Linked DNA regions of Mus musculus: region 1 is linked to region 2. Evidence: chromatin contacts called from public Hi-C data. All regions are on one chromosome and are shown on one strand. Each heading gives the region's core, a stretch centred on a gene start, on an enhancer-like site or on the middle of the called end of the contact. The rest is flanking DNA. Distances are from core to core; before and after follow the strand shown. Region 1 has its middle 13 kb from the start of 1700057H15Rik. Region 2 has its middle 45 kb from the start of Gm40242.

Region 1 (5,546 bases), core at 1,091-3,590, 270 kb after region 2:
GTGAAGAGTCTATCACTAAGGTTCTTCCTGGGACTGAGAAAAAGCTTAGTCAGTAAAGTATTTGTCTTACAAACAAGAAGTCTTGGGTTCAAGACCCAGAATCCACATAAAAAGGGCAGAGTGGTGGTATATGTATCTGTAGCCCCATCTTTGGGATAGTGGAAACAGTCCCAGGGAGAGACCTTGTCTTAAGAAATAAATAGATGCTACCTGAGGAACAACACCCTAGACTGTCCGTTGGCATCCATGTACACATGTGGTTCATACCCAGAGGCTCTTCTTTGAAGTGATATCATTTTAAAATCAAAGATCATTATGAGATCTAGACTCTCACAGAGGGTGTGGAGGGTTTCCCAAGGCACTCGGTAGCCAGCAAAAGGCTAGAATTTCAACTCCCTTCTAACATTTCGGTCTTTCCCGATAGGTTACAGATCCACTACATCAGAGAAGTGAGCCTAAAAATGGAAGTTCTCTGTACAGAGTTTTCTCACATAAACTGAGAATGTCACAAAATGTGCTGGGTACATTTTGTTAACTTGATATAAAGTTTCCCCGGATGAGCAAACCTCCACTAATTGCCTCCATCAGATTGACCTGTGGGCCTCTGCAGAAAGAGAGACCTGTCTCAACAAAGTGGGAAACCAAAACTGATTTTTACAGGGATGTACACAGGTACACACGGAAGGGATATTCACATGCACACACATACACACTGCAGGGATGCACGCGCGCGCGCGCACGCACACACACACACACACACACACACACTCATGCACACATGTGCACACACAAACACAAATTAATTGAAAGAAAGCATAAATGCTGGGCATGTAATATCTGTCTTTGAGATGCTGAGGCAAAAGGATCCCACGTTTGAAGTCAGCCTGCAATAAGCACAAGACCCACCCTGTTTCAAAAGGTCAAACTCATGAAACAAACTAGCAAAACAGCTGTAGGATGGCTCAGGGAAGGCACCTGCTCCTGAGTCGTCCCCAAGGCCCACATGACAGAAGGAGAGGCCTGACTACTGCAGGATGCCACCTGAATTCCATGTGAATTCTATGGTACTTATATAAATAAGTAAGTAAGTGTTTTTAAAATGAAACAAAAATGTCAAATGTGGGGTTAGGTATGGAGAAAATGGACAGGTAGCTCAAGAGCTAGGATTCAGTGCTCAGACAGACTTAGTGTTGCCTCACCAGAAACCCTGGCAATTATTGTCTTCTAGAAGGCTCAGTTTCATCACCTGCAAAGAGACCATTGAAGGTCACTGCACAGCAGGTTACTATATTGGGACAAAACTTGAGTCCAGAACTCAGGCTGGACATGAAGCATCCACTTGAAGAGCATTTGCTATTGTAATTAAAATTATACTAAGTGGCTTTCTCTTCATTCTTTTCCCTTCCCTTCCCTTCCCTTCCCTTCCCTTCCCTTCCCTTCCCTTCCCTTCCCTTCCCTTCCTTCCTTCCTCTCTTCCTTTCCTCCTTTCTTCCTCTCAAGTTGCCATGAAAATGATTTTCTGTTTCCCCACCTCCAATTAGATATTGATCAGAGCGTCTGATTGCGAATAAGCACTTAATAAAAGTAAATAAGTTCTGACATTTTATTTTTACTCTTGAATAAAAATGCTCACCACCGTCCTGAAAATGAGCCGTCACATTTTATTTAACAGCAGAAAAAGATTTGTACATTTGGCCCTGCAGGAGCTGAGGAATCTATTTTCATTATAACAAACATTGATTTTGCATTAAAAAGTCTCATTATTTGAGATAATGACTGCTAGGCTCCTTAGTTATTCTTTTGGTTCCTAAATCATTAAAACCCTAACATTTAAAGAGCAAGTGGGGCAAACCTCAGTGGTCCCAAATTGTCACCAATGAGTGGGTTCCCTCTGACTCTCCTCCTGACAGACAAGATGCACAGAGATGCTGGAAGTCACATGGTTAAGCCTAGCTCCGACTCTTGTGTTCCCACAACTCCACCCTCCAAAATGGAACTAATTCTTTAACAATCAGTTCACAAAAAGAAAGAAACGGGTGGGGCATTGGGGGCTCTGTTTTCCATGTCCCCATTCAATCTGATCTTTAAACAAATCTTAATTTTAAAGAAACAGGAAAGGGGAATGAAGCAGAGACAGTCCCCTGACTGGGCGTTAGTGGCCCATCAGTGTTCTCATGGGTAGTAGAGGTACTTGGCCCGGCCAACCTTGCATCCCCAGTCCAATAAATGATTGACTCCCGCAGTGCCTCCTGGGTAAGTTTCCACAGTTATTCTCTCTCGCGCAGAGCATTCGTGCTGCCTGAGACTTGGCTGGACATCTCATTGGCAAGCCACAAGTGACACGAGTGAGTTTTGCAGAATTTCAACCGCATGCGCCGATTTGGATAATGTATTCTTTCAGAAGCCAGGGCTGAGCTTTAAACAAAGCGTAATCCTGCCTGCATATCAATTTCCCCAGGATGTCGAAGAGGGAAAGGAAAAAACCCAGAACTACAGTGCTTTCTGCAGCCGCATCTCCACGTGGGGTTTAACAGTGGGGACGTCCGAGCAGCCTTCGCAGTCTCCTGGTTCATTAACAGGAGCACAAGGCAGGCAGGGGAGAGGTGGGGGGCGAATCATAAAATATGAAAGGGCTTCCCTGGAAATTGGCATCAATGTGATTTATTCAATCCAGATCCAGGCTCAACTATTTGAAAATAATTGAATAGTTGATACCCACTGCCACTTCTAAATGATGGGAACACAGGCTGGGGGAGGAACGGAGGAGGTACTAGGAGAAATTCAAGATGCCCCAGTTTTCTGGAAGGGTGAGAGAATTCTCCTTGGACACCACTCTGTAGCTTCCTGACTCTTCTAGGACATCCTCTCCCTGGGTTCCTGCTTCTGCCAAGTCGTGACCACCGTGTATAAGCATTTTGAATCCTACCATTTGTCCTTGGCATTGCATGTTAAACATTCTTTAGAAGTCATAGATGTAAAAATGTAGATAAACCATATGCGCTTATGGTATGAAATGCAAGCCTAGAAATATGGGAAACATGTTCCCTTTCTCCATAGTCATGTAACCCTAAGATTGCTACCACTAACAGTTTAAAGTTTGCCCTTTTAGAGATTTTTCTATGTCTGTAAACACACATACACACATTTATATAGACTTTAAGGCTTTAAAAAAAATGTCTCACTGGCCATAGTGACACAAACCTGTAACCCCAGTACTCAAAAGGCTAAGACAGGAGATCTTGAATTTAGCTGGATGGGAGTAATATACTCCTTTAATCCCAGCATTGGGAGGCAGAATCAGGCAGATCTTTGTGAGTTTAAGGCCATCCTGGTCTATAGAACAAGTTCCAGGACATCCAGGGCTACGCAGAGAAACCCTGTCTTGAAAAACCAAACCAACCAAACAAAAACAAAAACAAAACTGGTGTGGAGGGTATGTATGAATACATAAGCCAAGCCGGATAAAATCCCAGGAAACAGAAGCAAGCAGATCTCTGTGAATTTGAGGCCAGTCTGGTCTACATAGGGAGTTCCAAGACAGGAGGATTATATAGAGTTCCTGTCTCAAAAAAAAATTGTGTACGTGTGTTTATGTGTGTACATATACACATAACTTATTTGCAATTTTTCATTTAACAATGTCATGAATATCTTTCTAAGTCAGCACATATAACACATTCTGAGGATTATCTCACGTCTTCTACTGCTGGGAATCAAGGCATATCCTGTGGTTAGCACAGGCAACATGACTTTGCCATTGTGTATACATCTAGACATGAGATGTAGGCGTCTACAGAACTCTCAGCACTGACAAAAATCTCAATATGTGACCTGAAAAGTTTTTCTGTATTGTTGTCAGTATTTCAATTATCACACTTAATGTCCACAGACCTATCTGGTGACTCCTACTTGTATAGTAGGAAGAAAAATATATCTGTATAGATTTATTGTATATTAAAGATGTGCGTGTATCTGTGTGACTGTGTGTGCACTTGCACATGTGTATATGATCCTTTTCCTGTGGAGACATAAGCAAGTGTCTATTTACCTTACACAGGGCACTAAGAACCAACCAAAGAAGCAACCCCACCCAAGCCTAGCTTACTGCACCAATGTATCTATAAGGCTACTTAAAGAAGCATAGATGAGGGGTCACTTCGAAAAGCATGGCTGACACAAAGATATTTGATCTGACCAGAAAATCTGTTCCAGTCTGGGTCTTTCTCTTACTCATGAAAACTGTATCCCAAGCTCTCCTTCCATAACCTGTAGGAAGTTCCACTGAGAGCCTCCTCCCTCCAACATTTAAAAAACAAAAAACCAAAAACACAAAAACAAACAAACAAAAACTTTTATAAAGTTAGAACCAGGTTTTGTCGATCCTGTACATTTCAGGAATTTCCTGAGTCTTATGAGAGTTCCTCCTGAATACTACAATTCAGTATGAGAGAAGGCTCTAGGAAGCGGCTACCCAACAGCCTCCCTAGAGGAAAAGGAGCACCAACTCAGTAAGCCTGTTTGGGATATAATGGGCCTCATCCTAGGACATTGTTGGAAAGGGATGCTAATGTCATGAAAGGACTGAATGAAGCTTAGAATCTGGAGTTCCCAAAGGACCTGGGAGAGATGGGAACTAGTAAGAAGTTCTGGGGAGAGAAAAAAAAATGTTAACAATGTGGCAGAAGATGGAAGGAGATTAGCCCATTGGTTTTTAGGACGGAATGTTAGATCTTTACGGATAAAATGTAGGGAAATCCTTTGTAGCTTTTGCTGATTTGTGTGGGGAAGCCACTCTGCTCTGGCTACCTGGAAATGCCTTTTGACGGTCCTGTCCACTGGTAAAAGCCTGTCTCATCTGACAGCCTCTAGACCAGAGGACCCTCCCTGAGCAGAGGGAATCAGAGAGGTCCAGCTTGGAGCACAAGAACCAGCAAAGGACAATGAGTGTTGCAAGCTCTCCAGGCAGGTTCAGACGTATGCAGTGTAGACAGAGAATGCCGCTAACCCCTGAGGAGCTGCGCACTCACCCTGAGGAGCCGGCAGAAACTCTTAGAGGAACACCCACTGCCGAAACAGGGGCTCCTGTTTGGTTGCTCCCCCAGTTTTGAAGTCTTGAGCCTCACTGGTCTCTGCTTCAAAGCACACCACAGCAAACTAAGGCTTCGCCACACCCTTCTCTCACTTGCCCTAACCTAGATGATCACTCAGCCTGTCCCCTCCCACGACCCAAGTGCACTGTGCATGTGGCATCTCAGAGCTCCTCTCTCTCTCTGGATGTCCTTCCCCACAGTCTAAGTTCATTCCTCAGTGACAGAATCTGTCCCCCTTCCCCCCCAGGTCTCCATACTGTTAAGCAGCTTGTCCCCTCAGTCTAGACAGCTCCCAGAGGAAGAGCCCCCTGGTCAATCATCTTTCTGACCTCAGACAGGCAGCAGTTTGAGGAAAGCTGACCTTGAGCTAGAAAGCCTGCTGAGCGCACTGAGCCCTGTCCCAGCCCTGACAACATCCATGTGGTGGTCCTGTGGCCTTGGGCACTAGCAGGTTTA
Region 2 (5,834 bases), core at 3,272-5,771:
CTGTGTTTCCCTTTAGTGCCTGAAGACAGGGGAGTGGCTTTGCATGCTGAAGACTCAGTCCAGAGAGTCTAAAGATACTGGGTTTGGTTGGAAACAGTCAAGAGGTCATGGTGGTGGAGGAACATAGGAATCTGGCCTTGATTGACAGGAGCTGTGTAATAGAAGTTTCACAAGAAACTGTTTAGGAACTCATTCACCGTCGCTCTCACTCAGAGTCCCTGCCAGGGCCTGTGCTGCAGGACTCCAATCTCTGCTACCTGGGAGGCCAAGGTAGGAGAATTACATTTAAAGCATACCTGGGCTGTCGAGTGAGTTCAACGCCAGCCTGAGTCATTTAGTAAGAACTGGACTCAAAATAAAAAGCAAGCAAGCTAGGGATGTAGCTCAGTGACAGAGGCATGTGGGGGACATTAGGTATAAGTCTCCTTCTGTCTTTCTCTGTCTCTCTCAAACACACCCACTCACAAACACATATCATACATACAGAAACCATACCCATACATACACCATTGATGATGTACACAGACACATATATGCACACACAAATATATATATATATACACACACACATACCATGCACATACACCATAGACACACCACACATACACATACTATGCCCACACATACACTATAGATATAACACACACACTCACACTAATGTGTGCACACAAGCATACAAACACACACACACACACACACACCATTTCTCATTTCCAACTCCCTGCTTTTGGGCTTTTTGCCTTCAGTACGCACAGTCCTATCACATCTTGTCCGTCTTCTGTCTCTGAGACTGTGTAACCATCAACTTAAAGAATTTAAGCAGCCATCTTTCCAAGTCTCTGCTCTTCCTTTCTGTCTCCTGAAGGCAGGATTTAGAGGGTTCTCTAGCCCACTGGAGAGACTAAGAGGAGACTAGGCTATCTCACTGGAGGCAGTAAGAGGAGGCTAGCCCAATGGAGGCAGTCAGTACCTACTTCCCTGGGTCTGTATACTTAGGAGAGGGTGTTGCAGGAGTGAGTTCACCGTTGCACCTTGAAGCCATCTGTAATTACTAATGATGGCCATTGTGATTCTGTGAGATTTAGCTCTGAATGGGGCAACTGGTATCTGTCCCTGGTCTTGCCTTGAATTCTGGGTCCCTGACAGAACCAGAGCTTCTCTGCACACTGGTCAAGTTTACCAGCGTGAGGCTGCAGGGAATGGTAACACATGGCGTTTTAAGGATGAATCATCACAAACATTTCTCAGAGAAGGAAGGCTGCACCGAGAGCCAGGTCTCCATACAGCTGTTCTCTTCACAGCACTGTCCCTTTTATGGATGGTGGGAAGTCAGGTGCCTTTTTCTGCCTTGTCACGTGATCCCAGTCCAGCAAAATATATTCCAAGCCTGACATTATCCCTGTAATGAGGCTGCGATTATCACCTCGCTTACCTCACGGGGTTAATGTGGGAATCACAGACATAATGAGATCTAAGCCACTCCATAATATGATCTTAATAATGGTGTAATGGGTGCTGTAGCTATTATGCACCAGAGTTACCGTGCGCTGAGTGTTATGGCAATCTCCTCACCTAGGAATCGAACAGTACGGGTTCCATTGTACAGATGAGGAAGCTGAGGCCTGTGCAGGTGAGGCGACTTGAGACACGTTACACACCCTGTGAACCGCAGAGCCAAGCCCATCCCAGCTCCAGTGTGGACTGTCTCATTTACCTCAAGCTGCTGCCTCACACAGTGAAGTCCTGCATAAACACAGGCTCGCCACTTTCCCTCCGTCATAGACACACAGGCATGGTGATTTCATTGTTCGCGTGTGGCTGCAGAGTGCATCGCTATCTGTTGCCATTCTCTCAAAGCCTGTGAGAGTTTCATCAGGGCCAAGACCACTGACAGGGGAGAGGACAGCCTTTTCAACAAATGGCTTGGCTCTTTTGGCTTACATAGTCGCATGGGAAAGGACAAGAGTGGGGGCCGATGAGATGGCTCATTGAATAAAGGTGCTTGCGGCCAAGCTTTGGGACTTGATTTAGTTTGATTCCCAGGATTCACACAGCAGAAGGAGAGAACCAGTTCTTGAAAGTTGTCCTCTGACATCCACATATGTACCATGGCATATGTACATGTAACCCCCCACACACACACACACACAATAAATACATGTAATTTTAAATAAAATAAGATAAAAATCCTTCTAAAAAGATGGATCCTAACTTTATGTCACATATAAAGATTAATTTTAAATGAGTAACAACAACAACAACAAAACCCTAAGCTTAAAAGTTCCAACTGTAAGATGGCAGAAAGCAAAATAATGTTCATGACACCAGATTTGGGTCTGACTCCAGAAGTGCCACATCCAAGGACAGATGAGACTAATTGGACTCCACCAGAATTCAAAACTTTTGTGCAGCAAAGAACATTAGAGAGTGACTCAGAATCTATGGTACAGCACTTAAGGCTCTGAGGCAGGAGGATCTCAGGTTCCAGGACTGCCTCGAAATTAAGAAAAGAATAAAACAGATCTAGGGATATAGTTTGGTGGTAGATTATGGATTAGTATTTAGAATAACTCAGTAACAATAAAACAGCCTACTACAACCAAAGACATTTCCCCACAGGAGATAAAGATATGGTCAAAAAGTATAAGACATAAGGTATCAGTTGTCGTTAAGGAGATGAGAATTAAAACCACACAGAAATGTTATGTCACACCTGCTAGGTAGGCAAATATTTTAAAAAAATTAAAATTTGGGGGTCTGCAAGATGGCTCAGCAGGTGAGATCACTTGCTGTCAAGTCTGACAACCTGAAATTGATTCCTGGAACTCACACCATGGATAAAGAGAGCTAACTCGGACACATTGTTCTCTGCCCTCCACATGTACAACACGCCACACATACACTTTAATCTCCTTCCACCTACATAAACAAATGTTAATTTTTTTAATTTTTAAAAAGGAAATTAGCAAGCATTGACAGCAGAGATGTGGAGAAATTGGAGCCCCAGCGCATGCCGTATGAAACAGTCCAGCCGCTGCGGAAAGCAGTATGGCGATTAAACAAAGAATTACTGTAAGTTCAGCAGTTTCTTGGCTAGGTACACACTGAAAAGAACTGAAAGTAGGGCACACACAGACACCTCCACACCCATGTGACAGTGGCGGTACGCGTAACACACACAGAGTGTCCATCAAGTGGATAACTGAAGAGAAGAAGAAATTAGCACAAGATGCAACACCCTTCAGCTTGAAAAAAACGGCATTCTGATGCACGAAGACGACTCTGGAAAGCATTTCTCTGCTCGAAGGATCTGTACAGTGCACTGAGAGTCTACTTACAGGGGCTGCGTAGAATGGGAGACTTCAGATAGGAAGTAGAAGGCAGCTCACCAAGAGCTGAGATGAGAGAAGAAATCTTTGTAGAAATTGGTGGTGGTGGTAGTGGTAGTGGTGGTCTTTGAGCAGCTTTGGGAGGATACACTGAATGCCGCTGAATTACACACACAAAAATTCACATTAAAATGATTAGAATGGTAAAATGTATGCATCTTTTATCACAACTGAGGAAACATTTTTTTTCTGCATGTAAGAAATCTTACCTTAGGTCTCATTAATTTAAAATTTTTTATTAAAATAGCTTTATTATATTTTCTCCCTCTTAAAATAACATTTAATTGGATGCTATAGTTAGTAATTATGTGATAACTACCAATGTGTTTCTATTAATGCCACATTAATGTATCGATATAACATAGTTTCCCAATGAAGGAAAAATTAAAAATGTGGATCAACCAAAAACAAAGTTAGAATACTCATTTTCATAGAGATACCACTTGACCGACCTCCGCGCCCATCTTTCCAGGTCACTTCCCACGTTACGTCTTCCCAACCCCCACCCCCACCCCCAGTTTGGTTCATTTTTATACTCTTCTATTATTTCACAGGACCCTGAGTGGTCACTTTCTTCCTGGTGGGTTCTCACCGACTACGTCAGACTTTAGTCTTTCCCATCTAGTGGGGGAAGGGGACACTTTCTAAAACCAACTGAAGTGACAAAACACTGCGAAGAAGCCAAGAAATGTGTGAGCGGAATGCTCAGATTCACGCTGAGACCATTTGGAAGTCGGGCTGGAACGAACAACTTTAAATAATACACTGTGCCCAGAAGTCTCTGAAGACGTGTGGCCAAAGCAGTGATGGCTTAGTCCACACGCAGCACAGAAGAACATGACATTTTTTTAGCTTCTATTAATCTTTTGTTCTAGCCTCTTAGTTGGATTGTAGGGCAAGGACAAGTAGGGGTCGGGGGTAGGATTCCTGATGAGCAAATTGCTTATCTGTGGAAACCAGAGTCTTGTGTCTTCCCAAGCTCCTCTTTTAGCTTCGCCTTTACCTTTTGGGTCCCACAGAGGGGCTCTACATGCGAATGATCCAAGGAATTTCTGTTCTAGGGTGTCCTTTTTCATGATTAAACACCATACGCTCGGCAGGGGGCGCTCTGCGTGTACTTGAGCGGGCTAAGTCGAGGTAGGCGTAGGAGGTTCCCCTTCAGGGAGCTTCGCCCTCTGTGCTCTGTCTGGTTGTGCAGGAGGAGACCAACGTTGCTGGAGCTTTCCGATCTCGCTTGTAGGGTCAGGAGAAGGGCCGAAGGGAGCCGGTTTCTAGGGCCAGGGCTGCTAAGTTGCTGATTTGGCATCACCCAATATTCTCCCGAGGGCCGTCTGTCTCACTTCTCAAATATAGCTTCAATAATGCAGACCTTCTATTTTGATGACTTGAGGTTTTCTTAAGTACATCCAATAATTTCCATTTCCTCTTGGCTCTTTGGCTCTATTCCACGAAGCTTCATCTACCTGTGACCTGGAGCCACGGTGCCTACTCTAACTGGCTTCCTTTTGTATCCAATGCTTCTCCTTAAATATCACCCCGTGTGGTGTGGGCTATGCCAAGGCTGCTCTGCGCTATGGGAGACAACGTTTTGTTTTGTATAATTTCGTCCCCTGGGGAACATTCCAGATGGCCCTCAAGCTCACCCTGATCCTCTCAGTAGTTCCGCTCCATATTTAAAGCTATTATAATGCTTTCTCCAAATAGTTCTTAAAGATCCATTAATCAATTCACTCATTCAACAAATATTTATAAAGCACTTATATTCCAGGGCCCTGTTAAGCATGGGGCGTATTTATGAATGAAAAAGAAAATACTCATCCCTGAGTTCAACTAAAGTGAAGATTAAAATAGGCAGGTTCTCTGCTTTCTATATGTTCTTACTAGCAATGGTTTCTAGACCGTTGAAGGTAGAGGAACAGGGCCTGGGACCAAGGGGGCAGGCGATGGGAACCCCTCTCTATTCATACGAAGCTGTGGTCTTCCTATCTCCAGGCGTGGCTTCTCCCCTCTTGTCAAGTGTGCTTTGCATTCTTTCTGTGCTCCCCCACCCCACCCCAATTCCCCTGACTTCAGTTGCCCCCCGTTTCTGTAAATCCTCAACCTGTTTCTCAGGATGGAATTTTCCCCAAGCTCCAGTGCCCCCAACACCTGTTGGATGCATGCCCACCTGACGACATCCACTTGAGTATGGAAACATTATTCTTCAAAACCTGCTACCTCCGTCAATCTGCTGTCCCAAATGAATACCTGCAGCGCCAGCAGCCATCCCAGTAACTTTCCATTACTGCAGGTGTTCCCCATGCCCCTGTCTCAGAAGTTGACTCTTTTGTGGCAGGGTCTTCCTCTAAGCCAGACTATAATCCACATTCACCATGCAACCAAGGCTAGTGTTGCTCCTATCCTGGGTGCTAGGACTACAGGCGTGTACCGTTTTCTGAAATGTCT

What was found. Hi-C and Micro-C count contacts between places; a contact is called where the count stands out from the background.
Region 1: a contact with region 2 is called in a Hi-C map of cerebral cortex, with 1.8 times the contacts expected there. The contact joins two enhancer-like sites. A contact is called at or near these places in 1 of 39 promoter capture datasets (hippocampal neurons), 2 of 484 Hi-C or Micro-C datasets (cerebral cortex and epidermal suprabasal cells), 3 of 115 datasets of contacts at active chromatin or transcription factors (astrocytes, embryonic basal ganglia and embryonic stem cells) and 1 of 9 other capture datasets (embryonic stem cells).

Annotation. Positions count from the first base shown.
Region 1 is chr4:124,495,886-124,501,431 of GRCm38.p6, forward strand. No RefSeq gene overlaps it. Among named protein-coding and RNA genes, the nearest start is that of 1700057H15Rik, 13 kb to the left of the region's middle. Within about 2 kb of position 2,341, at least 6 of the 459 cell types and tissues checked have an H3K27ac peak or open chromatin away from gene starts, as enhancers often do. A contact at or near this core is called in cerebral cortex, where this site is marked.
Region 2 is chr4:124,224,215-124,230,048 of GRCm38.p6, forward strand. No RefSeq gene overlaps it. Among named protein-coding and RNA genes, the nearest start is that of Gm40242, 45 kb to the right of the region's middle. Within about 2 kb of position 4,522, at least 12 of the 459 cell types and tissues checked have an H3K27ac peak or open chromatin away from gene starts, as enhancers often do. A contact at or near this core is called in cerebral cortex, where this site is marked.